Linked DNA regions of Mus musculus: regions 1, 2, 3, 4 and 5 are each linked to region 6. The links are chromatin contacts, called in public Hi-C, HiChIP or PLAC-seq and Micro-C maps. All regions are on one chromosome and are shown on one strand. Each heading gives the region's core, a stretch centred on a gene start, on an enhancer-like site or on the middle of the called end of the contact. The rest is flanking DNA. Distances are from core to core; before and after follow the strand shown.

Evidence for each region. HiChIP or PLAC-seq counts read pairs in DNA pulled down with a chosen protein or histone mark. Hi-C and Micro-C count contacts between places; a contact is called where the count stands out from the background.
Region 1: an H3K4me3 HiChIP or PLAC-seq map of embryonic hindbrain shows a contact between it and region 6, with 3 times the contacts expected there. The contact joins the enhancer-like site here to the promoter of Gfra1 in region 6. A contact is called at or near these places in 14 of 39 promoter capture datasets (the 3T3-L1 cell line, the C10 cell line, embryonic stem cells and 7 more), 2 of 15 datasets of contacts at CTCF or cohesin (large pre-B cells and pro-B cells), 27 of 484 Hi-C or Micro-C datasets (DN2 thymocytes, DN3 thymocytes, LSK cells and 15 more), 17 of 115 datasets of contacts at active chromatin or transcription factors (T-cell acute lymphoblastic leukemia, astrocytes, embryonic hindbrain and 10 more) and 1 of 9 other capture datasets (embryonic trunk).
Region 2: a contact with region 6 is called in a Micro-C map of embryonic stem cells, with 3 times the contacts expected there. The contact joins the enhancer-like site here to the promoter of Gfra1 in region 6. A contact is called at or near these places in 3 of 39 promoter capture datasets (hippocampal neurons and liver), 1 of 15 datasets of contacts at CTCF or cohesin (the NIH/3T3 cell line) and 5 of 484 Hi-C or Micro-C datasets (the NIH/3T3 cell line, cerebral cortex, embryonic fibroblasts and 1 more).
Region 3: a contact with region 6 is called in a BATF HiChIP or PLAC-seq map of CD8 T cells, with 6 read pairs. The contact joins the enhancer-like site here to the promoter of Gfra1 in region 6. A contact is called at or near these places in 14 of 39 promoter capture datasets (the 3T3-L1 cell line, the C10 cell line, cranial neural crest and 9 more), 1 of 15 datasets of contacts at CTCF or cohesin (large pre-B cells), 13 of 484 Hi-C or Micro-C datasets (the AML12 cell line, B cells, the N1E-115 cell line and 8 more) and 12 of 115 datasets of contacts at active chromatin or transcription factors (CD8 T cells, astrocytes, craniofacial prominence and 9 more).
Region 4: a Hi-C map of the N1E-115 cell line shows a contact between it and region 6, with 4 times the contacts expected there. The contact joins the enhancer-like site here to the promoter of Gfra1 in region 6. A contact is called at or near these places in 18 of 39 promoter capture datasets (the 3T3-L1 cell line, the C10 cell line, HPC-7-derived erythroid cells and 11 more), 1 of 15 datasets of contacts at CTCF or cohesin (the NIH/3T3 cell line), 17 of 484 Hi-C or Micro-C datasets (the AML12 cell line, the C10 cell line, the C2C12 cell line and 8 more), 17 of 115 datasets of contacts at active chromatin or transcription factors (T-cell acute lymphoblastic leukemia, a beta-TC-6 cell line, bone marrow-derived macrophages and 12 more) and 2 of 9 other capture datasets (embryonic stem cells and pancreatic islet).
Region 5: a contact with region 6 is called in a CTCF HiChIP or PLAC-seq map of the NIH/3T3 cell line, with 16 read pairs. The contact joins the enhancer-like site here to the promoter of Gfra1 in region 6. A contact is called at or near these places in 7 of 39 promoter capture datasets (the 3T3-L1 cell line, cancer-associated fibroblasts, hippocampal neurons and 2 more), 2 of 15 datasets of contacts at CTCF or cohesin (both in the NIH/3T3 cell line), 25 of 484 Hi-C or Micro-C datasets (the AML12 cell line, the C2C12 cell line, the N1E-115 cell line and 13 more), 2 of 115 datasets of contacts at active chromatin or transcription factors (astrocytes and embryonic fibroblasts) and 1 of 9 other capture datasets (macrophages).

Annotation. Positions count from the first base shown.
Region 1 is chr19:58,380,767-58,384,342 of GRCm38.p6, forward strand. The region is part of intron 5 of Gfra1 (glial cell line derived neurotrophic factor family receptor alpha 1); the gene reads right to left. Among named protein-coding and RNA genes, the nearest start is that of Gfra1, 73 kb to the right of the region's middle. Within about 2 kb of position 1,880, at least 8 of the 459 cell types and tissues checked have an H3K27ac peak or open chromatin away from gene starts, as enhancers often do.
Region 2 is chr19:58,569,929-58,573,667 of GRCm38.p6, forward strand. No RefSeq gene overlaps it. Among named protein-coding and RNA genes, the nearest start is that of 1810007D17Rik, 35 kb to the right of the region's middle. Within about 2 kb of position 2,478, at least 7 of the 459 cell types and tissues checked have an H3K27ac peak or open chromatin away from gene starts, as enhancers often do. A contact at or near this core is called in embryonic stem cells, where this site is marked.
Region 3 is chr19:58,357,611-58,361,246 of GRCm38.p6, forward strand. All of the region lies in intron 5 of Gfra1 (glial cell line derived neurotrophic factor family receptor alpha 1), which reads right to left. Among named protein-coding and RNA genes, the nearest start is that of Gm10007, 63 kb to the left of the region's middle. Within about 2 kb of position 1,306, at least 18 of the 459 cell types and tissues checked have an H3K27ac peak or open chromatin away from gene starts, as enhancers often do. A contact at or near this core is called in CD8 T cells, where this site is marked.
Region 4 is chr19:58,333,478-58,337,101 of GRCm38.p6, forward strand. All of the region lies in intron 5 of Gfra1 (glial cell line derived neurotrophic factor family receptor alpha 1), which reads right to left. Among named protein-coding and RNA genes, the nearest start is that of Gm10007, 39 kb to the left of the region's middle. Within about 2 kb of position 2,339, at least 11 of the 459 cell types and tissues checked have an H3K27ac peak or open chromatin away from gene starts, as enhancers often do. A contact at or near this core is called in the N1E-115 cell line, where this site is marked.
Region 5 is chr19:58,548,777-58,552,504 of GRCm38.p6, forward strand. It overlaps Ccdc172 (coiled-coil domain containing 172), which reads left to right. Exons shown (of 9, transcript NM_029372.3): 8 at 2,652-2,739. Among named protein-coding and RNA genes, the nearest start is that of Ccdc172, 39 kb to the left of the region's middle. Within about 2 kb of position 1,970, at least 13 of the 459 cell types and tissues checked have an H3K27ac peak or open chromatin away from gene starts, as enhancers often do. A contact at or near this core is called in the C2C12 cell line and the NIH/3T3 cell line, where this site is marked.
Region 6 is chr19:58,453,157-58,456,872 of GRCm38.p6, forward strand. Gfra1 (glial cell line derived neurotrophic factor family receptor alpha 1) reads right to left here and starts at 2,242. Exons shown (of 11, transcript NM_010279.3): 1 at 2,042-2,242; 2 at 1,153-1,438; 3 at 8-301. The coding sequence starts at 1,192. Gm41876 (a long non-coding RNA gene) reads left to right here and starts at 2,993. Exons shown (of 3, transcript XR_877966.1): 1 at 2,993-3,055.

The DNA.
Region 1 (3,576 bases), core at 630-3,129, 73 kb before region 6:
AACATCCTATAAACACAATGCCACGCATGTTTTTGTCTCCTTCACTTTCTCTGCCCCCATCCCCATTCGCCACCTGAGATGGGGCCGTTCCTTTCTAACTGCTCAGCCCCTGGCTGCCCTTTAGAACGGCGTTCCAGGCCTTCACATTCACACTGCAAGCAAGCTCTGTATATCCTGTGAGCCATCTTCCTGGACCTAAGAACACATTTTAATCAACTTGGAAACTGCTCCTCAAAAGATGACCTCGGCTACAAACAAAGCTTGTGTGTGCTGGCTGCCTCTGTGTCAGCTTGACACAAGCAAGAGTCATTTGGGAAGAGGAACATCGATTGAGAAAATGCTTCCCCAAGATTGGCCTGTGGGCAAGCCTGTGAGGTATTTTCTTCATTTATGATGGATGTGGGAGTGCCCAGATCATTGTGGGTGGTGCCAGCCCTGGGGTGAGTGGTTCTGGACTTGTAGGACAAAGCAGGCTGGGAAAGACATGGGGAGCAAGCCAGTCAGGAGCACTCCTCCACTGGCCTCTGCCCCTGCCTCCAGGTTGCTGCCTTGAATTCCTCCTGCCCCAACTTCCCTGAATGACAGACTACAAGCCATAGGTTGAGATAAACCCTTTTGTTCCCAAGTTATTTTGGTCATGGTCATTATCACAGCTAATAGAAACCCTAACTCCGACTATGCGTTGCAGCAACTATGGTGGCCTGGAATGCTATATAGACCCCAGCAAGCCACACGCTGCTATGATCCTGACTATGGATGATCCAGCCTCCAGCCCTTGAGTACTAGGGTGAAGAGAGGCAGGGTACTACTGAAGGTGTCACAAGAAATTAGGAAGCACGTAGATCTAGCAGGAAGATACATGCCCACCAGCTAGATACAGCAAGCACAGATGTCTCCAAGTCAGAATTCTCCAACTAGAGGGGGCTGTTCACCAGCATGGGCATCTGGGAAGGGAAGTCAGAGAGAAGAAAGTGGAAGAAACTGGTGGTTGGGGCCAGACCAAACAGATAAATATTAGTTTGGTGTAAAATAACTGTAAGTTTTTGCATTATTAAAATTTACAGTTTAATACTGGAATACATTCTTAATAAATGAGGTTATTTATATACATTGTTGTAATGCGCATTCTTACTTTATGTCCTTTGATAACAACTTATAACTTGCTGCTTATTTTCTATTTATTTTATACTATGGAAAGGATGTTAGGCAAAAAGCAAATTGAGTGATTTTTCTTCTTCAAGTTAAAGATGGGTCCTAAAGCTACAGAGACAACTCTCCAAATTAACAAGGCGTTTGACCCGGAACTGGTAATGGACATGTGGCACAGTGGCAGCCCAGCAACTCTGCAGAAGAGATGGGGCCCAAGCACAGCATGGTGAGAGGCCACTGGAAGTTGACCATGGCCAACCAAGAGCAATCATGAAGGCTGATCCACGAGAAGCTGCCAAGGAGCTCCACACGGTCCAGTCAGTGTTCATTCGGCACTTGAAGCTCATTGGAAAGGTTAAAAGGCTCATTAAGTGGATGATCTCATGAGCTTACCAAAGCCAAAGCCTAAGAAACAAAATGTCACCTTGAACTGCTCTCCTCTTTCACTCTATGTCACAACAACAAACCAACTCTTGGTTGTCCCATGCAATCTATAGACAGGTTGTATATGACAGAAAGGAATGACCAACTCAGTGACCAAGCTTACCATAAAAAGGCCACTGTCACTGTTTGGTGGTCTGCTGTTAATCTGAGTCCTGGAGGAAACCATGACATCTGAGATGTTTGCTCCGCAAATCTGTGAGACGTGCCATAGACGGCAATACCTGCCGCTGGCACCGGCCGACAGAGTCCCCAGTTCTTTTCCATGATGATGCCTAACAGTACTTCACACAACCAATGCTTCAAAAGTTGAAGGTGTTGGGTTGCGAAGTTTGTTATCACCCACATTGTTCACCTGCCCCTTTCCAACCATTTCTTCAAACATCTTGGTAACTTATTGCAAGGAAAACACTTGAACAACAGAAATATGCAGAAAATGCTTTCCAAGAGTCCTTCAAATCCCAGAGCATAGAGTTTTATGTTACAGGATAAATAAACTTATTGTTCACTGGCAAAATGTGTTGAATATAATGACTCCCTTTTAATTAATAAAAATGTGTCTGAGTCATTTTAAATTGTTATAGCAATTTAAAATGCTAGGCATGATAGGTATTACAGGCCTTTAATTCTAGCACTTCAGAGGTGGAGGCACATAGATCACTGTGCATTTGAGACCAATCTGGTCTATATACCAAGTTCCACAGTAGCCAAATTAATACCATGCATCAAAAAGCGAGGGATGATTTAAAATTTACAAGCCCAAGCTGCAGTTCCTTTAGCACTAACCTCATATATGTAACAACTCCCTGCCTGACACAAATTCTCATCATCTATCCTGAGACCAAGGTTGTAGATGTAAAGGGTATGTCTCTGAATTTGTTCCTCAAGAGGATAAATCCATCCAAGGAAGGCACCGGGATGTGAGCCCTCAACATGCAGAATGCCATAAACAGACCAGCTGCTTTGTCCCTGACTGACCCGAGATAAAGTGAACAAAAGGACAGTGCTCCACTCAGAGGCAAGCCTCCAAGCAACATGTCCCGACTCCAGCCATGGCAAGCCCACAGTTTACTTCCAAGCTAATAGAGTGTTGGAGGAGTCAGGAAAACAAGCCTGGGTCAGGTGTGGAAGCAGAGAGGAACACATTGAACCTGCCCTTCCCTGCTTGTCCAGTCATGTGATGCTTTGAAGAGGGTCCCACTGGGAGTGTACGACTTGCTCCTTCTGTATGAATTAGGACAAGGGAGGGTGGAAGAAGTTGGACTCAGACAACCTGGGCCCAAGTCCTGGCCCAGAGGAGCCTCTGAAACAACAAGAACAGACGGTCAGCATTATCTTTATGGTAATGGACTGAGCTGGAGACTCCTGTGACATGTGCTCCATTTAACAAAGGAATACTTGGCTAACTCAGAGATATTTACAGATGGGCATTTTTCAGAGGTCAACGTGTGTGTGTGTGTGTGTGTGTGTGTGTGTGTGTGTGTGTGTGTGTGTGTGTTGTGCTGCCAGCCAGGAGGATCTAAATGAAATGATACTCCAGTAGTGACAAGTCAAACCATACCCAGATTTTAGTTTCTAGAATCACTGTCCCAGCAAAGCAACAAGAGCACAATAGGGAAGTAACTGTGAGACTGTGCTGGGAAGTAAGTCTGGGTCATCTTTTGGTGCTATGCACAATATAGTATAGAGATGCAAATATATTTGCATGCATGTATGTGTGTGTGTGTGTGTGTGTATCTCAAGAGGTTTCCAGTGCCCCAAATGGGAGCAAATTAATTAAGCAAGGAAATTAATAGCATATTGATAACACAGAGTATAAAATAAATATCCATGAGTTCATATTAATTGGTATTATAAATTATTATGAGAACTGTCTTAGTCAGGGTTTCTATTCCTGCACAAACATCATGACCAAGAAGCAAATTGGGGAGGAAAGGGTTTGTTCGGCTTACACTTCCATACTGCTGTTCATCACCAAAGGAAGTC
Region 2 (3,739 bases), core at 1,228-3,727, 120 kb after region 6:
AAAAGACACAGACTAACATTGGATCAAAAGGTAGGGATATTTATTTATGGCCTCTTAGGAAATGAACCCCATCATAAAAGACAGATACTATTGTGGGACTGTGACAGGCAGCTTATTTTGATTGGGGCTTGCTCCAGCGACCCAGTAGAGAACTCTACAAGGGATGGAAAATTGAGCCACATTCCCAGAGTAAGGTGCCCCAGCACAGAGCCCCAAACTCCATAATTCTGTGACTACCAGTCAAGTAGACAATGTCCTAAGCTTATGGCATTCTGGCTAGACTCCACCCCCATATACTATACTATATACTATACTATAGCCAGGTATGCTCTTCCCCACAGTTTGTTACCTGGTAACAGCAAGATAGCCCAGCCCACTCACTATAAGAGGGGCTGCTTTGCCCCTCCTCACTCTTTAAGCCCTCACCTTTCTTACTCTCCAGCCCTCCTTCTCTCTTTTTTCCCCCCAACCCCAATGTGGCCATGACCAGCCTCTCTCTCCTGCCTTTCTACAATAAAGCTCTAAAACCATAGACTATCTCTGCTCATCAAGGCCAGAACGATGGGATAGGCTTTCTCCTAATGAGTCACGTCTAACCTCCTGCCAGAAGGCCAGACCAAGGACTCTCACCTGCGTGGGAACCATCCAGTGCCCCCTATCCCCCTGCCCTCTCCTGCCTTCGGCCCCCAAGCGTGCGGCAGTTTCTGCATCCACCTGCCCAGAGCACTGGAACTCTGGCAGGATGCGGGTTTTCTCCCACTCCCCTTTATTCCCCAGCACCCACGGCCCCACATACTATCTTGTAGTGAAAGGATGGAAAAGGTATTCTAAGCCAATGGATGTAGGAGCACACAGATTCCGGTATGAGACAAACTAGACTTCACAGAAGGATTAGTGAGAAAAGATGAAGATGGCCACTTCATACTGGTTCAGGGCACATAAATATTCTAAATATATGCTCCCAGCACAGGTACATCCAATTTCATTATGAAGAACTCCTAAAGATAAACTCACAAGCCTAGCACAACAGTAGTGGGTGACTGCAATACCCGACTTCCACTGATTGACAGGTCATCCCAACAAAAACCAAACAGAATTGGCGGAATTAAATGATATCATACATTGAGTGGATTTTTTAATTGAACATTTTAATCATGTTTAAGTACAGTATATTTACATCGTTGTGTAGCTATAATTGGTAAATAGTAATTTAGTAAGTGAATTACCAAACTGGATGGCAATTCTGTATTTTTTTTAATGAAGGTCCTGCTGATTTCCATAGCAACAGCATTATTTTACATTCCTACCAGCATTTCCCATTTTCACCAACACTTGCTATCTTCTGTTTTTGCAAACAGCCATCACAATTGTTGTGCTCAGTAGGTTTTGACAAATACAAACATTTGACCATAATGTCCTTGAACATCGGTCACCATAGGAAAGTTTCCCAGTGCCCTCATTTGCCCTTCTGCCTGTCCAGTCAGTTTCTGATCCTGCAGCACCAAGGCTTAGGTCTCTTTAACTGCTTGTTTTGTTCCATATCATATTTGTACCACATCACAATGTCTTTTTCCTTTTAAGATTATTTTTAATTACATGTGTGAGTGCAGGTGCCCTTGAAGGCTGGAGGCACCAGATCTTCTCCTTGGATCTGGAGGTGCAGAGGGTTGTGAGATGCTCAGTGTGGTGCTGGGAATTGAACTCAGGTCCTCTGTGAGAGCAGTACACGCTCTTAGCTAGTGCACCATCCCTCTAGTCCCCTCCATAGTATTTGGACTACAGGAGAGTTAATCTTGATCTTAGGCAATGGGACTCTACCAATTTAACCTTTGTCAGGACTGCCTTGCTTTTCTGGTTCTTTGCAATTCCTTTTAAAATTTAAAGTCACTCATCTTAACATCTGAAAGGGGATTTCACTGAGTCCATATGCTAAGTTGGAGACCCGCTGATTCTGAAATATGGCTTTCTCTCTTCTTAGCTGCATTAGGACTAAGTAGCTTTTCAGGCTTTTCTTTTCAGACTTTTCTTGTGTATTTTTGTAAGATACAAGGAAGATATTTTTAAAAGTATTTTATGTGCTTTATAGCTTTTAACTTAGTATCTCTTTAAACTTCATTATGTAATTATTCACTGCAAGTGTAAATGTAATTTGTAACATTGTTGTGTATCTTGCTGAGTTTGCATCTTAGTTCTACTGAGTTCTAAGAGTCTATAGGATTTTACAAACTAGCATCTGTTAATATTTTTCAACTTAGACGCCTTTTTTTTTCTTTTTGTCTTATTGCACACTGTGTGATACAAATAACGAGTGAATGTGAGCTCAGATATCCTTGCCCTGATTCTGTCCTATGGGAAAAGAATTTAATGTTTGGTTATTAAGTGTAATGTTGGCTGTAGCTTGCTCTGCAGTGCCCTTTATCAGACTGAGGAAGCTCCAGGGTCTTTCCTGTGTGCTCTATATTAGCATTCTACTGATGTGTATCCGGCCTCTGACTGGTGGCCAGCAAGAGTCTAGGTTCTCCCAAGCAGTAACCAGGACCTGCCCTACCTAACTTCCAAGACCAGGATATTCGGGGTTAAATGAGAGTAGTAGATCAGACACTCATCTACACAATAAAGCAAAAACAGAACAAAAGAAAAGCCCAGTGTCAAAGCCCTCAGACTCTACAGTGATTCTAATCTCGAGTGAAGCCCTTTGTGGCTTCGGTACCACCGAGTTTGCTGGGGTAGACATTTTTTCATTTGACCAATCCAGAGCAGAGCCACTTGTCTTTCTTTCCTGGACAGACTTTTAAGATGGGACATGACAGTCGAAGTCTGTGGAGTGCTGGGGTCACTGACAGTGACCAGTGCGATGACTTTGGCTGAGTGACTGATGGAGATAATCGGGTGAGTAGCTCAAATAATCTCTGATTTCACAAACTGCCCATTATTAACCAAAACAAGCTGTTTGTTCTCTCAGGCTCAGCTCAGAAGCTGCCTTGTCCAGCAATCTGTCAGCTGTGAGTAACTACAAGTATGACTGTTGTATAAACGTCTGTGCCGGTGGCTCAGGGCCAGAGACAGTGGTTTTACTTTCCACACCTTTGGATTGCGTTCTTGTGAGCCATTGTGGACATCAGGAGGTATGCATGACACTGGCGGATCTCTGTCAGCTTATCATTTTATTTTATTTTATTTTATTTTATTCCCTGTAACTCTTGATTAGCAGGACGGTCTGAACATTGTCCTTGCTTGATCCTTGCTGTCTCAGACTGATGGCTGACTCCTTGTGAGTAAAGCTGAATTCCCTTTGACTCCTGTTCACCCAACCATAGCCCCACTGCTCACCATGCTCAGCTGCTCTCACTAAACCTGTCACTACTGCTTCTCTCTGTGCACAAGCCAAAAACACACACTCTTCCATTAGGACAGAAAGCAGCTTAGAATGTACATGCATCGTAGATGTCATGTATGCCTAATGATTTATTTAATAGGATAAGTTCCAAAGCTGCCCCGTGTCTGGTTTGCTCCTGATGTGCTCTGAACCATCCTTAGCCATCTTGGATCTTGTACTGGCCAGTACTCTGACCCTGAGAGAAAGAATCTACTGTTGACTGATGCCCACGGGCTAGCACACTGCTGGTTGGTCATGGAGAACTACCTCCATTTCCCTCTGCCCTGAGGCCACATATAAGGAAGACATTCTTAAAGCCAGACAGAAAGGATCTTCATATCCAGCCCTGTATGTTATGTTGCT
Region 3 (3,636 bases), core at 56-2,555, 96 kb before region 6:
ATTCCTTAATAATCATTACTGCAATCCAAGCTTGTCAGAAAATATTTCTTTGCAAACAAATACATGATTAACTCAAGACAACACCTTCTGACTCAAAAGATTTTAAAGTTCCTGGCTGAGGTGAATACTCAGGGAAAAAAAAAATAGTATCAGCTCCGAAGGAAAATTCATGCATAGTTCAATTTACAATATTGTAATAAGACTCTGTGGCATAAATTCCAGCACACTGGACAGAAAAGCTATTTGCGTAGCGTGCGGGAACATAAATAAAAGCCAAATACTAGACTGTCCTCACAAATATGAAACTTTCTTTTGCGAATCTGCACTACTTGACATGTTTTCCAAGAAGGTTGGGTTCTTTGATAAATTCCGTGCCTCGAAGATCTTCATCAATACTGACTCTCAGTCTTAGTATTCCAACACTAAGTGAAGAGTGCTAGTAACAGTGTCACTGACAACAGATGTAATTCAGGGACCGTATCAGCACTCACTCTCGACAACCTCTGTCACCAAATTCGTAACTTTTCTGGTAATAAGACTAGCAACTTTGCCCCCGTTTTCTTGCTTCTACTCCAGCCAGTGGTCATCACAGAACTCTCCTGATACCTCCCTACGCTCCTCTTAGCCACGCTCTGTGGTGTCTGTGACTGAGGTTCCTCGAAAGCACCGCACCTACCGCTGAGTCATTTCCTTTGTTTTGTTACTAAAAACCATGAAATGAAACCATACTGGAACGTAGAGTTTGGGGCGACCCAAACTTCTGTTCTTAGGCGATGGACTCTCTTATTTGAGTAGGGTAAGCTGCTTCTTATTCCCTTTGAGGTGAGGGGTGCGCTCCAGCACTGATGTTTCTGCTTGGTTTTTAACTGTAGGTTTGAACCATAGGAAGACAAGGTTTTGTTTGAACAGAACTGCTACCCTTGCCCCATGGTCATCCCCTCCAACAATGTCCTCTCTAGTCTACGCTTTAGGTGCGCGTGAGTGCGAGCATGTGCGCATGCGCAGTCCCTCTTTTCTAGGACGCTTCTTTGTTCCATTTTCTGACTCGTTTCTATAGAGCAGTAATTTTCGCCTGGAGGGGTCGGTCACGGGTTCCTTCTAAGTCACTGTGTGAAGCTAGTGCTCCTCACTCCTCCATAAAACACCGTGTTTCCCAGTACAGTCGATTTTGATGAAGCCCTTGAGGTGGGCGGTAATAATGAGCTCATTTCTGAGGATCTATGAACAAAGACGTTATCATCCCTATGTCTGTACGAATTTATCCTTGTGCCTGCAAGAATCACTTGCGGTATCACTCTGCTCTTGTGTGGGAGGTGCTGCTCACTCCTGCTTAGTAACAAGGAGCAGGTAGAAAAGAGTTTGTGAGCAGTCATAGGATGAAAAACGAGAGAACCAAGCAAGAGAGCCAGCAAAGGCAGAATGGTGTGCTTTGCTCCAAGGACCTGAGAGGAGGCAACCAGGACAACACCCCCCACCCCCAGATGGTTTTACAGGCAGTCATCACTGGGCTTCTGAAAATTGATATCATTGGGCTGGCAGTGGGAAGAGCCTTGGGCCAGGGATAAGGGGGAAGGCCTAACTCAGCCATCTACATCAGCATAAGTACTTCAGATCTTAGTTTATTTATTGTGAAATGGTCACAGTAGCACCTCAGTAAGCTATTCACCCTTGCTTGCTCCTTCCTTCCTTCCTTCCTTCCTTCCTCCCTCCCTCCCTCCCTCCCTCCCTCCCTCCCTTCCCTCCCTCCCTCCCTCCCTCCCTCCCTCCCTCCCTCCCTCCCTCCCTCCCTCCCTCCTTCCTTCCTCCCTTCCTGGTGTGCCAGATGCTGCCTGTACCCTGAACTGCTTGCTGCCCTACCCTACCTGTCCTTGGGGGTTGGAGGTGAGGTGGCTCAGAGTCCCAACACAGACTCTCAGAGCAGGTGAGAAACATTGCAGCAAGGTCATCTGAATGCTGCTGCAAGTGCCTTTAATACCCTCCACCTGTGTCCCATTGGTCCCAAGAAAGCATCTCTTCTAAACAGCAGTTCCCGATTGGCTGGCACTGCCCGCACCAGCCTTTTTTCGTCTCTCAGAAAGTCCTCGATTAGGTCCTCCTACAGAAGATGCTTCTGCGGCTGTGTGCAAGCCTGGGGTGTTTACATAGAGGTGGCCCCGCTGTTCCTGCTTCACAAAAATTTCCAAAGAAAAGGCTATGTGCAAGTTATACAACATACCAAAACCTGGGCTCATTTTTTTTTTTTTTTTTTTTTTTTTGGAACCATGTTCAGTTTATTTTTTTTTTTTTTTTTTTTTTTTTACAGAGCTTTTGCTATGTTTCCTTATTGGCCAACTTCTGTCTTGATTATATTCTTTTTTTTTTTTTTCCATTTTTTATTAGGTATTTAGCTCATTTACATTTCCAATGCTATACCAAAAGTCCCCCTTACCCACCCACCCCCACTCCCCTACCCACCCACTCCCCCCCTTTGGCCCTGGCGTTCCCCTGTACCGGGGCACACAAAGTCTGCGTGTCCAATGGGCCTCTCTTTCCAGAACAGTTTGGATATAAATGAGTTAAGAAATTACTAATACAATAGCACGTACATTAAAAAAAAATAAGCATATAAAACCTACCTTGCTCAAGAACACACATGTACAAAAACACAAACCCAAGTGGTGGGCAGGGAGGGATGAGCTGAAGAAAAGACTAGGAACAGGCCCCAACCAGACAGACAGACAGGCTGTCCCCTGGAGGGTGAAGCGCACACAGTATCCCGTCAAGCACAGAGCAATGACCAGATGGAGAAGATAATGGCGAAATCAACAACTCTCTTCATTTTTAAGAACCATAAAAGAAAATATCCCATAAGTGTTCACTAAGGAGCACGAGGTCACGTTCCAAGTATTAAGGCTTGGTTTGAACATTACACTATCTACAACCACAGCCAATCATGGTGCCTCCACGTGGACACATCAGGAGACTTCTTGATTCTGAGACTGGAGGTTTAGCTGAAGAGTATTCGGAAAGCTCTATGAGGTAAGGATCCTATCACAACCATGATGTTCCGCATCTCTGAAGATGGAGATGTTCTAGAAGCTGAGAACTCAGGAGTTCTTCACCTGTCCGTTGCCTAGAGCCAGACATTCGGGTCGCCAGATACCCTGCTTATCTCATATGCAAAAGGAAGCACGTTCAATGGCCTACCTGTGACTTTTCAATGGTGCTGAGACTCTCAGGTCTGTGCTTGGGTGTTCGGTAGAAGATAAACCAAGCATAGGTCTCAGAGTTCTAGTCCTAGAGCCCCACGCTATAGCTGAGCACTCTAGGAAGCTATTCCACAAGACTCTCAGCGTCTTGCTTCCCCAGCATTCCGCTGATGATGGCAGTTGTGGAGCCTGTGGTAATCTCACTCTGTACAACTTTGTTTCTAGAGTCAAGTCCTACCTAGATCAAAAGCAAGCATGCAGTCTGGCTCGGCTGAAACCATGCTCCCTCCCCTGCCTCATTCTGGCACCAGAGAGACAGAGCCTGGTGGGTTGAGGGCAGCATGCTCATGAGCTGTCAGAACTAAGAACATGGCATGTGGGTAAACAGCAACACCCCCTCCTCTCTCCTCTCCAGGCTCTGACTAGCTGGAATAGGATATCCAGCACA
Region 4 (3,624 bases), core at 1,089-3,588, 120 kb before region 6:
ACACAAGAGCATTCATTGCTGCAATTTTTTTTTTTTTTTGGTTTTTCGAGACAGGGTTTCTCTTTATAGCCCTGGCTGTCCTGGAACTCACTTTGTAGACCAGGCTGGCCTCGAACTCAGAAATCTGCCTGCCTCTGTTTTCCGAGTGCTGGGATTAAAGGAGTGTGCCACCATGCCCGGCTTTCATTGCTGCAATATTTGTAGCTCCAACCTGGGTAAGGGTTATATTAGGGGACTCTCACATGTATATGATGAACTTGGAGCTAGGCTCAGTTTTTAAAAATCACGCCTTGCTGTGTACCTGTTCTGTGAGCTTCACTCAAAGTTAGATCCCAGTGTAGCAGTTCCTGACGTGATTGCCTCAAATGCTTACTGAGCACTCATGTCCAAGAGATGTCAGACTGGGGTGGACAATGAGCATGTGGCTTCGCATAAGATGACGGTATTCCTGTCTTAGCCAACCTCCCCATTCTACAGGTCCTGGCCTTTATGCCCTTGGCCACCTCTGTGAATCAGTTGGGGGCAGTTCCACATACAGGATGAGCCAGCTTCAAAGTAACCCTGCTGGGAGTTATCGGGGAACACAAATATAGTGTCTCGCATCTCTCTTTGCAATGTTTACACACCAGATATAGTAAGCTTAAGGCTCTTGTTATTCTCAAATATAATCACTTTTTTTTGAGTTTTCTAAAAAGATAAGGAAGAAGGAATATGTTTGGTGGAGACTTGGTATGGCATGGGGGAAGGAGGTGCCTCTGCGGGCCCATGCTGAGCCATCCCTTCCATCCCTCAACCACTGCCAGGTACCAGCCACATGATGGTATAGTATAGAGTTTATTCATGGCACGGGGAGGGAATTAAGAGAAAGAGATAGACAGAGAGAGATACAGACACACAGAAAAAGAGAGAGTAGAGAGAGTAGAGGCCAGCCATGAGTACACTGAGAGGCAGGGGAGTGGAATGGGGAGGGGGAGAGGAAAAGGGAGCAGGAGCAAGAGGAGAAGAGAAGAGAGAGAGGTGAGGACAAGCGGCCCCTTTTACAGCGAGTCGGGCACACCTGGCTATTGCCAGGTAACTGTGGGGCGGGGCTTAGACTACATGCCAACAACTTTAGATATCATAACTGTGTGACCGACGTCCGCTCATCTCCTCCTCCTAGCAATTCTACGAAAGATGTGTCATTCTTCCCATATTGAAAATAGGGACGTAGTCACAACAGGCAAAACCGCAAGGTCCCAAGGCTGAAGACTGGCGGAGCAAAGTGCATTACGTAGTCTCTGGGCTCCCACACCCTGTGTTCTGCTGCAAACACAGGGCTTCAGTCACCCTCACCTTCTAGTAGAGGAAGGGAGGAGACTACTAACGAATGTCACCTGGCATCTACTTCTCCTCAGAGGGTAGGTGGCCATGGGACGAGTGATCTGCAGACATCTAAAGAAGGTCCCTATGGAAACAAAGAACTAATTTCCAGAGTACAAGCTTATATGGGTGACTATGCGAGATAAAGGGCCAGGGAGACGGCTCGGCTAGTGAAGGATCCACTGTGCAAGCAGGAGGACCGGAGCTCCGTCCCTAGAATCCACTTAAAACAAAGCACAGGCATGCATTTATAATCCTATGACTGAGGAGGAGACAAGCAGATCCTGGGGCCAGCCAGGCTCACACATACACGGTAATTTCCAGGCCAGTGAGAGACATGTCTACAAAGCCAAGGATGACAGCAGAGGCTGACTTCAGGTTTCCACACATGTGCTCAAACATGTGCAGGCAGGCAGTCAGGGCGCGCGCGCGCGCGCGCATACACACACACACACACACACACACACAGGAGGGTACTGCTTCACCCAGAACCTCATAATAAATAGAAGGTCTAGCTGTCAGAAAGACAACAGTCTGCCTCACAGGTACCGGGTCTTCACACTGAACGCACGCGGGAGTGGTAGGCTGAGCCAGAGCCGCAAAAGTTCCCAGTAAAAAGAGATGGCTGCAAAGACTTGCTCTGGTTGGTGGACCTTGCAGGCTGGGAGAGGGAAAACTCTCTATAGGTTCAGGCTCAGCAGACAGCTACTTAAAAAAGAAAAAGCAAACAAGAAGACTGCCCCATCCCACACATGCCTGGGTGGCCCACACTACAGACCAAGGCCACAAAGTTTACCACCAAAACCAGGGACTTGAGCCACAGTCTGACCGGTGCCTGTTCCCGGTGACAGTCCCAAGGGTCCATGGGGAAAGACAACAAAAGAATATTCCATTTAATGAGGATAATCTGTCACTGCTGCATCAATCTGATTGATGTAATGGGACCGCTTCAACAGAGGAAATTACAGGTCATTAGGAGCCATTTCAAACGAAGTTAGGGGGTTAAATGGTTTTCCTCAGCTTTCTGAAGAATTCACTCAGAATCGGAGGGTAAGTGGAGACCTGAATGCTGAAAACAGCTAGAACCACCCTTTGTTATTAAACTCAGCCGTTCAATCACCCCCCCTCCCCGATCCCCACCCCTGCCCCCACCCCTTCTCCCCCTCCCCACCTCCAACCCTGCTCCCATCCCTGCTCTCCACCCCCAACCCTGTGTGGCAAGGCACTCAGCTTTGATCCACCATGCCAACCACCCCCATATATTGTTTATTTATTTTCTGCACTGGTCCAAACAAATACCTCAATTCCAGGTTGTTTATGAAACAGTTTGGTGATCTGATTCCAATTAGATAGTGAAGCACTACAATAAAAAGGAAACTATAAATCATGTTAACCGTCTGTTTGGGGGCTGACAAAGGCGGCCAATGGAAAGGTTATGTTGATGTTCTGCATTTAATCTGTGCTATTGTGGAAGTAAAACCCAATTAGAGATGGTATTTCACTGCAGGCTCTCGAAGCTTCCCCTTTGTTCTTTAATTGGAATTGTACCTATTGTGTTTCCAAACTAGAGGGCGGGGTCGTCATCTCCTCCTCTGGTGTGGGGCAAGGGGCACCCTCTTGATAAATCTAACATCACCAATGTACCAAGGCCCACTAATTACAAACTGCCTCTCCCCCAGAACCATTTTTTTTTCCTCCAGAGTTTAGGAGCTGGGCTGTCTCCAGATAATCAAGTCATAGTGGACACAATTGTAACCTGCTTTGCTCTCTCCCAGGAAGGAGGAATAATAAGGTGGGAACTCAAAAGGTGTTTTCAAACAGCAACACCATAGGGGAAAGGTTAATCCAAACACTTCCTCTGGTGTTAGCCTTCCAGCCACCCCATGTGAGCGTAAAGTTCATCAGGTTGCCCTCCTTGTGGATGTCAAAGTCCTGTATTAGTGACTCCCTCAAGGCCCCAAACCCTAAGAGCCTGGAGCTGGGCATGGGATACACAGGAGGGGTAAGAATGCCACAAACTTCACCTTTCTAAATCATTACCTGGCTATGGAGGACAGCCCTGTGTGCTGACACTGGCAGTGGGGGCAACTTCCCTCCTCTATCTTGCTTCCTGTGGACCTATGCCTTCTAGCCACTGGGAAGGGTTCGGAGGTTCCTCATTCGCGCCTTCATGCTTCAGAGCACACGGCCTCTACGCCCTGGGCTCTGCTTGTCCTTCTGGAGATTTACTATCCATCCTTGAAGAACGCCATTGCCTGCCTGTTG
Region 5 (3,728 bases), core at 720-3,219, 95 kb after region 6:
ATATATATTAGATGTATAATATATGGGAAATGTCTGGTGATGGCAATAGAATAAAAAACTTAGGGGAAAATGAAAAATATATTGCTGCAACATTCTTCTCTCTAAGCACAGCAGTGTCGTATTACTCGATAAAACAGTTCCAAGTGTGTGCTCTAAACGCCACTGTGAGCTATATAAAAGTTTTAAAGTAAGTATAATAAAGCCAGGAGGTGGTAGTGCACACCTTTAATCCCAGCACTCAGGAGGCAGGGGCAGGCAGATCTCTGAGTTCAAGGACAGCCTGGTCTACAAAGTGAGTTCCAGGACAGCCAGGGCTGGTCATACTGAGAAGCCCTGTCTCAAAAATGAAATAAATAAAAAATAAATAAAAAGTAGCTGTAATAAAAAAGTCTGTAGAGGAGATAATAAGTGCCCCCATTATAGATGGGAGGGGAGGGGAGGGAAACCTATAGGATAAACAGAAAACAACTAGAAAAAAACTATATTTTGAATCCTACCATATAAGTAACTATAATATGTGTAAATGTCTGTAACATGCCAGTAAAAAATGAGAGATTTTCATATTAAAGAGTAATACAGGCTGCACATGGTTCCTACCAAAAACCCCATAAAACCTTAAGTATGAAGATGTGAGTTAAAGGTAAAAGGGAGGGATGAAGTATCCTGCACCAGGCAGTGCAGTTCCACCTTCCTACCTCCTCTCCCCTCCTGTCCCCTCCCCTCCTGTCCCCTCCCCTCCTGCCCCCACCCCCCTTCCCCTTCTCCTTTTCCTTACTGAGTTGGGTCTCACTATGGAGCTCTGGCTAGCCTGGCTCATGCAGAACTAACTCCACCTGCTCCTGCCTCTGGAATACCATGGCCTTTGCCCTTCCCCCTGGCTGTTCCTTGGTGTGTCCCTAGTTACTGACACAGTTGACACTATCTCATATTCTTATTAGACAATGGATAGCTGTTACAAATAACCTGCTAAGAGTTGGAGGTTTTCTATCAAGAAGAAGGAAGACCAAAGTGTGGATACTTTATTCCTCCTTAGAATAGGGAACAAAATACCCATGGAAGGAGTTACAGAGACAAAGTTTGGAGCAGAGACGAAAGAATGGACCATCCAGAGACTACCCATCCCATAATCAGCCACCAAACCCAGACACTATTGCATATGCCAGAAAGATTTTTGCTGAAAGGACCCTGATATAGCTGTCTCGTATGAGGCTATGCCAGTGCCTGACAAATACAGAAGTGGATGCTCATAGTCATCTATTGGATGGAACACAGGGCCCCCAATGGCGGAGCTAGAGAAAGTACCCAAGGAGCTGAAGGGGTCTGCAACCCTACAGGTGGAACAATATGGACTAACCAGTACCCCCAGAGCTTGTGTCTCTAGCTGCATATGTAGCAGAAGATGGTCTAGTTGGCCATCATTGGGAAGAGAGGCCCCTTGGTCTTGCAAACTTTATATGCCCCAGTACAGGGGAATGCCAGGGCCAAGAAGTGGGAGTGGGTGGGTAGGGGAGCAGGGTGGGGGGGGTATAGGGATCTTTCAGGATAGCATTTGAAATGTAAATGAAGAAAATATCTAATAAAAAATTGAAAGAAAAGAGTTGAAGGTTTTCTTATGCTTATTTTGTGTCCATTTTTCATGTTTTTTGTTGAATTGTAGTTCTTTCAGATTTAGATATTGCCTGCTTCTTGCATCTGCTGATTGTACTAGATTTTCTTACTGGTGTGCTTGGTGATGTTTACTGCAAGTTTGTTGTTTACTGTGCATCTGTGGAAGCCCCATGGGTCTGAGTGTGGATAGGCTGCCCTCAAAGAGGACTTCCAGTAGCTGTTGTTGGCTCACAGGGAGAAAAGCTGATCTAAGCACCTTTTCCTTGAGGGTTGGGGCTTGGCCAAGGGTGAGGTGACTGTATCTGTCATCTTGTCGCAGCTGAGTTGCTTAGCCTGATGAGAGCATTCTTGCTTGTGGCCTCTGCCCTCAGATTCACACAAACCAGGTAGAGCCAGGCCTCATGTTTCACCCCTTGCTACAGCCTAGGGCTTTGGCTGATGTTTTTCTTTGTGGGATAAAACCATTAGTCATTTCTCAAGATGGAAGAGAGCTTCTTTCCTAATCTCCACATTGAATTCAGACAAAAATAATCTTTATATTCAATAAGTTATTCAAAAATTTAAAGATACAATTGGTAAAAATAAAATCTAATGTTTCATTCCAGACTCATACAGTGTAATTATATATGTATTATATGTTGTCTTTCATTTTAGAGCAAAAACAAATGTCACAAGTAATTTCTTTACTTAAGTTTCGTATTAGGATCCGGGAAGCCAATGACTCACCCATGTGTTTAGCTCCTCAGGAGAACTACTCAAAAGTCTTTAGACAGAATTCTGCCCTCGTCACATTAACCCACCAGGACTTCTTACATTACTGTGACTTATCTGTGATTTATTTTCTGCCTTATTTTTAAAGGAAGTTTCTTTTCAAAATTTTATGTAGTTTATATAGAATCATAGAGTAAATTTTTCTAAATACTTTGGGTTTTTAACTTGAATCCTGATTTTTTTTTGAGAATACAAACCTGACACTCTGTATGTAATAAAATTATTGTAAAAGTTTAGTATCAAACTAATGGAGCGATTTTCCCTTAAGACAGGCTTAAAAGGGAGTTAGATCTGTATAAAGCAGAAGACATGGAAAGTGTCTACAGAGCTCTCCAAGCAGAAGTAGACCTCCTGGAGTTGGTAAGCCCCTGCTGCTCTCTTCCCCTCTCTCCAGCAGTCTCTGCTGCTGCGAAGCCAGGCTTTACCTAGGGCATTGCACCTCTGCAAAACCCCACAAGCAAGGGAGTGAAAGCAAAGTCAGGATGTAAACTGTAAGGTGTTGTAAGGTGTTTTAAACTCCTGGAGGGGCAGCACCATGTCACCAAGGAAAGCAGGATGGCTTCATGCTGAGTTCTAACCCATCCAACCTCCCATCCTTCCACTGAGACAGTTCTGCCCTGGTGTCTAAGGCTTGGTCACCTCAGCTTCTAGCAGGCGTGAACCATGCTGACTACATCTAATCCCGAGCTTTCTACTACAGCCCACCATGATCTTAGAGCTGTAGGTGTTCAGGTTCTGTGAGAGCTCTGCCTGTAACTAAGGTAGAGATGAGAGCAGGGTTTGCTATAGTGTATCTTAATGGTTTAGAGGGTGTTATATACTCTTAAGCATTTGCTTGTTTAAACTGTTAGAATTATGTTTTGTTTCATAATTTCTACAAGAACTTTGGAAAACCTGAGTCAAAAATCCTCAGAATTATTGCTGTACTAAATTTAGGTAAATGTGTTATGGTCTCTTTAAAAAATGAGTGTAGGTTGGCTATGTAGCTGGGTAGTTGTACATTCATCTAGCATGTCCGTGACCCTGGGCTGAGAAACAGCACATCAGAGTGTGCTGTCCCTTAACAGATGCATGCACATCAGAATGTGCTGTCCCTTACAGATATGTCAGAGTGTGCTGTCCCTTACAAATGTGTGCACATCAGAGTGCACTGTCCCTTACAGATGTGTGCACAACAGAGTGTGCTGTCCCTTATAGATGTGTGCACATCAGAGTGCACTGTCCCTTACAGATGTGTCAGAGTGTGCTGTCCCTTACAAATGTGTGCACATCAGAGTGTGCTGTCCCTTACAGATGTGTGCACAACAGAGTACACTGTCCCTTATAGATGTGTCCACATCAGAGTGTTC
Region 6 (3,716 bases), core at 992-3,491:
TGCATACCCTGCAGGCTCTGGTACATGCTCCAGTAGATACGCAGACAATTCTTCTCTTTCTTCATGCCCCGCTTGCAGCGGCAGTTGTAGAGAGACTTCTGCTTCAAGGCCTCCATAGCGCTGCGGCACTCATCCTTGGCCTCGAGGCCGGATGTCAGGCTGAAGTTGGTTTCCTTGCCCGCCACGCACTGCCTCAGTGTGCGGTACTTGGTGCTGCAGCTCTGTTCCTTCAGGCACTGATCACTGGCTTTCACACAGTCCAGGCGGTCCCCACCACTCACCTCGGCCGACATCAGCAAATCTACAGGGTGAACAGAAGAACGTTTGAACGCAGCAGACTAGTGGGTACCCTGATTCCAGGTCCCGGGAGGGCAGGGCATGATAGACCTCCACCATCATTCTGAAGGGGCAGATTAGGTAGGAAGCTGGTCCACCCCTCTTCTGGAATTTTCTCACCCCGGGAATACTGCCATCACGCCCCTCCCCGGCTCAACAAGGAAGGTTCCACTGGCTGCCTTAGCGGGATTTGCCGGGGATCCCGCGCAGCCCCAGCGTCCCAAAGCAGAAGCAAGCACTCCTGACCCGCTGGCTGCCCCGCCTCCCCAGGCACCCGAGGCTGCAGTGTCTCCTGGCCAGCAGCGGGCAAAAGGGCACTGAGCTGAACAGCGAGGCTGGGTGCTTGGCACCCTTAGCGCTCTGAACGAAAGGCAGACGAGTGCCACAGTCTGCCCCGCGGGTGCGCAGAGACGTTTTTCCCTTAAAAGTTTTCCATTCCAAGTTTGCTCTCTTCCGACCCCAGCGGTATTTGACCACACTCCACCTGCCGGAGCGTCTCAGGGAGCTCCGACTTCCAAAGGGGAGTAACGCCCTGGGATGGAAGCCTACGACCCCTCAATTTTCCACCAGGCTGGGTTATTAGTTTTTGTTTTGTTTTGTTTCTCACCCCCTTTAAACACGGCAAAATAAAATCAACCGCTCAAAGACGCGCCAGCACTGCTTCCCAATCCCAGAGATTCTTGAACCTCTTCACCCCCTAGCGAAACTTCTTCCACCCACACTCAAGGCACCCACCCGCAATTCTGGAGTGGCTGCCGCAAGGGACCCCCCAATGAAAGACTCTGGATGAGAAAGCCAGCAGCGGTCTCGACTTACCCAGGAGTGGCAGCACGAAGTACAGAGTGGCTAGGAACATGGTGCCGCCGCGCAGCTGGTCCCCGCCCCCCCAAAATCCAAAGCCGCCACCGGATCTCGCGGAGAGAGCTCAGCGTGCAGAGATCCCCGGGCGACTGCGCTCCTCTGGCCACTCAAAGTTAAGCTCCATCCAGGGTGAGAGCAGACTCCCCGTTGCTCTGCCGCCCACCGCCGCCAGGGACTCAGCTCCGAGCGGGCGCGAGGGCGGGAGGCGGACCCGCTTTTAGGGGTTCAGTTCCGACCCAACCTGGAAGGAAGAGCGCGCTTTGAAATGAGAGCCCAGAGTGCTGAAGCCTCCAGCTCCCGCCCCTCTCCCCTCCCCCGCTCCCGCCTCGGGGGACTTCTCAACGCTACCCCCACTCGGGTCCGAGAGCAGGAGGTGCGAATTCATCTATTACGGGCACGAGGAAGCTCCGGAACCCGGGTTCTGGAGCTGGTAAGGTCCGCTAGGGCTCCCAACGTTCAAAGCTGGAGGATATCGCGCACAACCCAAGAGGCTGAACGCAAGCAAATAAATAACCATTACTTTCAGAGCAAGCGCCGGAAGCTAGCTGGCGCTGCCCGGAGTCGGAGCCTCGGTGGCGAAGGCTTCTTAGCCAACCCCGCTGGACCAAGACCCTGCTCCGGCTCCGGGAAGTTGGCCGCCCTCCCTGGCTCTCGCCCGACCACTCACTTGCTGGCTCGATCACTAGCGTTCTAGCTCTTCTGTCCCCGGCCACCGATCGCTACCCCAGTCACCGTCATCCCCTCCCCTGGACGAGCCTCTCTTCCCAGGCAGTCCGGCAAGAGGAAACTGACATCCCGCATCCCGCCTGGTACTGAAACCTGGCTTCTCCGCCCCTACTCCTACCTGCCGCTCATCCTGGGCTCCTTCCTAGACTTCAGTGCTTCACACGCACTTGCCTAGCGCCCGAACTCCTGTGCATCCACACCACTGCCCCGTGAGAGCGAGCTAGTCCACAGCATCTGCACACCCCAGCAGGTGCAGCCCCGCACCACTAGCGCCCCCCTGGCCCCAAAGTTGGAGGACGCCAGCAAAATGGAAAGGGATGGCTGGAGGGGAGGTGGCGATGGGTTCTCAAGTGGAATGAGAAAACTCTAAATGCCACGAACCTGAACCCAATTGACCGGTGTCCAGCTGCAGCGAGTAGCCAGTGTTTGTTTATTTATTCTTTGGGGTGTCCCCGCCTCCTCTTTCTCTTTCCGGCCTCACTTTCTCTGTGCTAGGTAAAAAAACGATGCCACAATCTGCTACAGCTCGGAGGACAGAGTTGGCCAGGACGATTTCCGAGCAGACCTCCCCGCCCCGGCTCGATGCCCGGTAGGGATGTCAGCGGTTATTGGAAGCGGTGGGAGGATAGCATGCCCAGATTGGTTTTGGCTAAAGGCCCCTCAGGCTGCTTCTGCTCCTGCCTCCGGGCAGCGCAGGGCCGGCTCTTCTGTGAAGCGCAGTTCCTCCGTCCGCCACAGCAGACTTACAGGCTGGCTGGCGGTGGGACCCAAGGCCAACAGGCAAGCAGGCTCAGGACCCGCAGCGCTACGCCGCCGCCGTCGCGGAGACTGCGCACCCCCACCCCCTTCAGTGCACAAGGGCTCTTTCTTTAGTGCAACACAGCAACCCATCCAGACCCTTTTGAACACAAAGTTGTTTTTTTTTCTCCACGTCATTCGCGGCTGTGACTCAAGACTTGGCAAGATTCAGACTCACTCAGACCTAAGCCCTGAGCGGCGATCCGGGATGCACCCACCCATTGATAAAATGCTTGTGCGAGCTCATGCACCTCTCTCCTCCTGGTATGACAGCGAGACAAAGCAAAGTCCACCCCAGCCCACTGCACTGAAGTCTGATCAGACCCAGCTTTAGGTAATTTTATAAGATGATTTCCATCTTTACTGTTTCAAGAGTAAATTTTTTTTCAAAAACATTTTATAAACAGAACACATCCACAGCCCTTCACCCCAACTTCAAGGATCGCTCCAGCGATGCTGCTGAACCCCGCTCTCCGTGACACCCGCTGTCCTTTAGGGGTCCAGAGATCTGTCTAGAGTATGTCCGTAGTAGTGTTTGACCGACCAGCTCGCTGCTTGGGGCTTGTGTCAGAGATCTTTTCTATGTCCAAGTTCATCATCTCTCAGGAAAACAGAGTTTGAATCGAATCTATGAGCCCAGCTGTCAAATCTGCAAACCCATCACCACAGACAATGGGCCGCCAAGGAGAACAAAAAAAGAGACGCTCTTTTTTTGATCCAGAGTGTTAATTGAAAAGGGCAAAGGCTTTAGTTTAAGGCGTAAGGGCCGGGAGAAGAGGAGGAGGGATGGGTAGCCCTCCATTCAAGTACACATCAGCCAGGCGTGCCCTTCAGCTGTGGCGGCTGTAGCATTGTTTGGAGTCCTCAAAGAGTCTGTGCCTCTGTGAGCAACCTGAACCCAGGGGACATCCCGCCAGTGCTAGCTCCTCCTTTGCCTTGCACGTGTTCCTCAGGGGCAGGTATGAAGTGTCTGAAGCCTTCGCCAGGAACCCCTC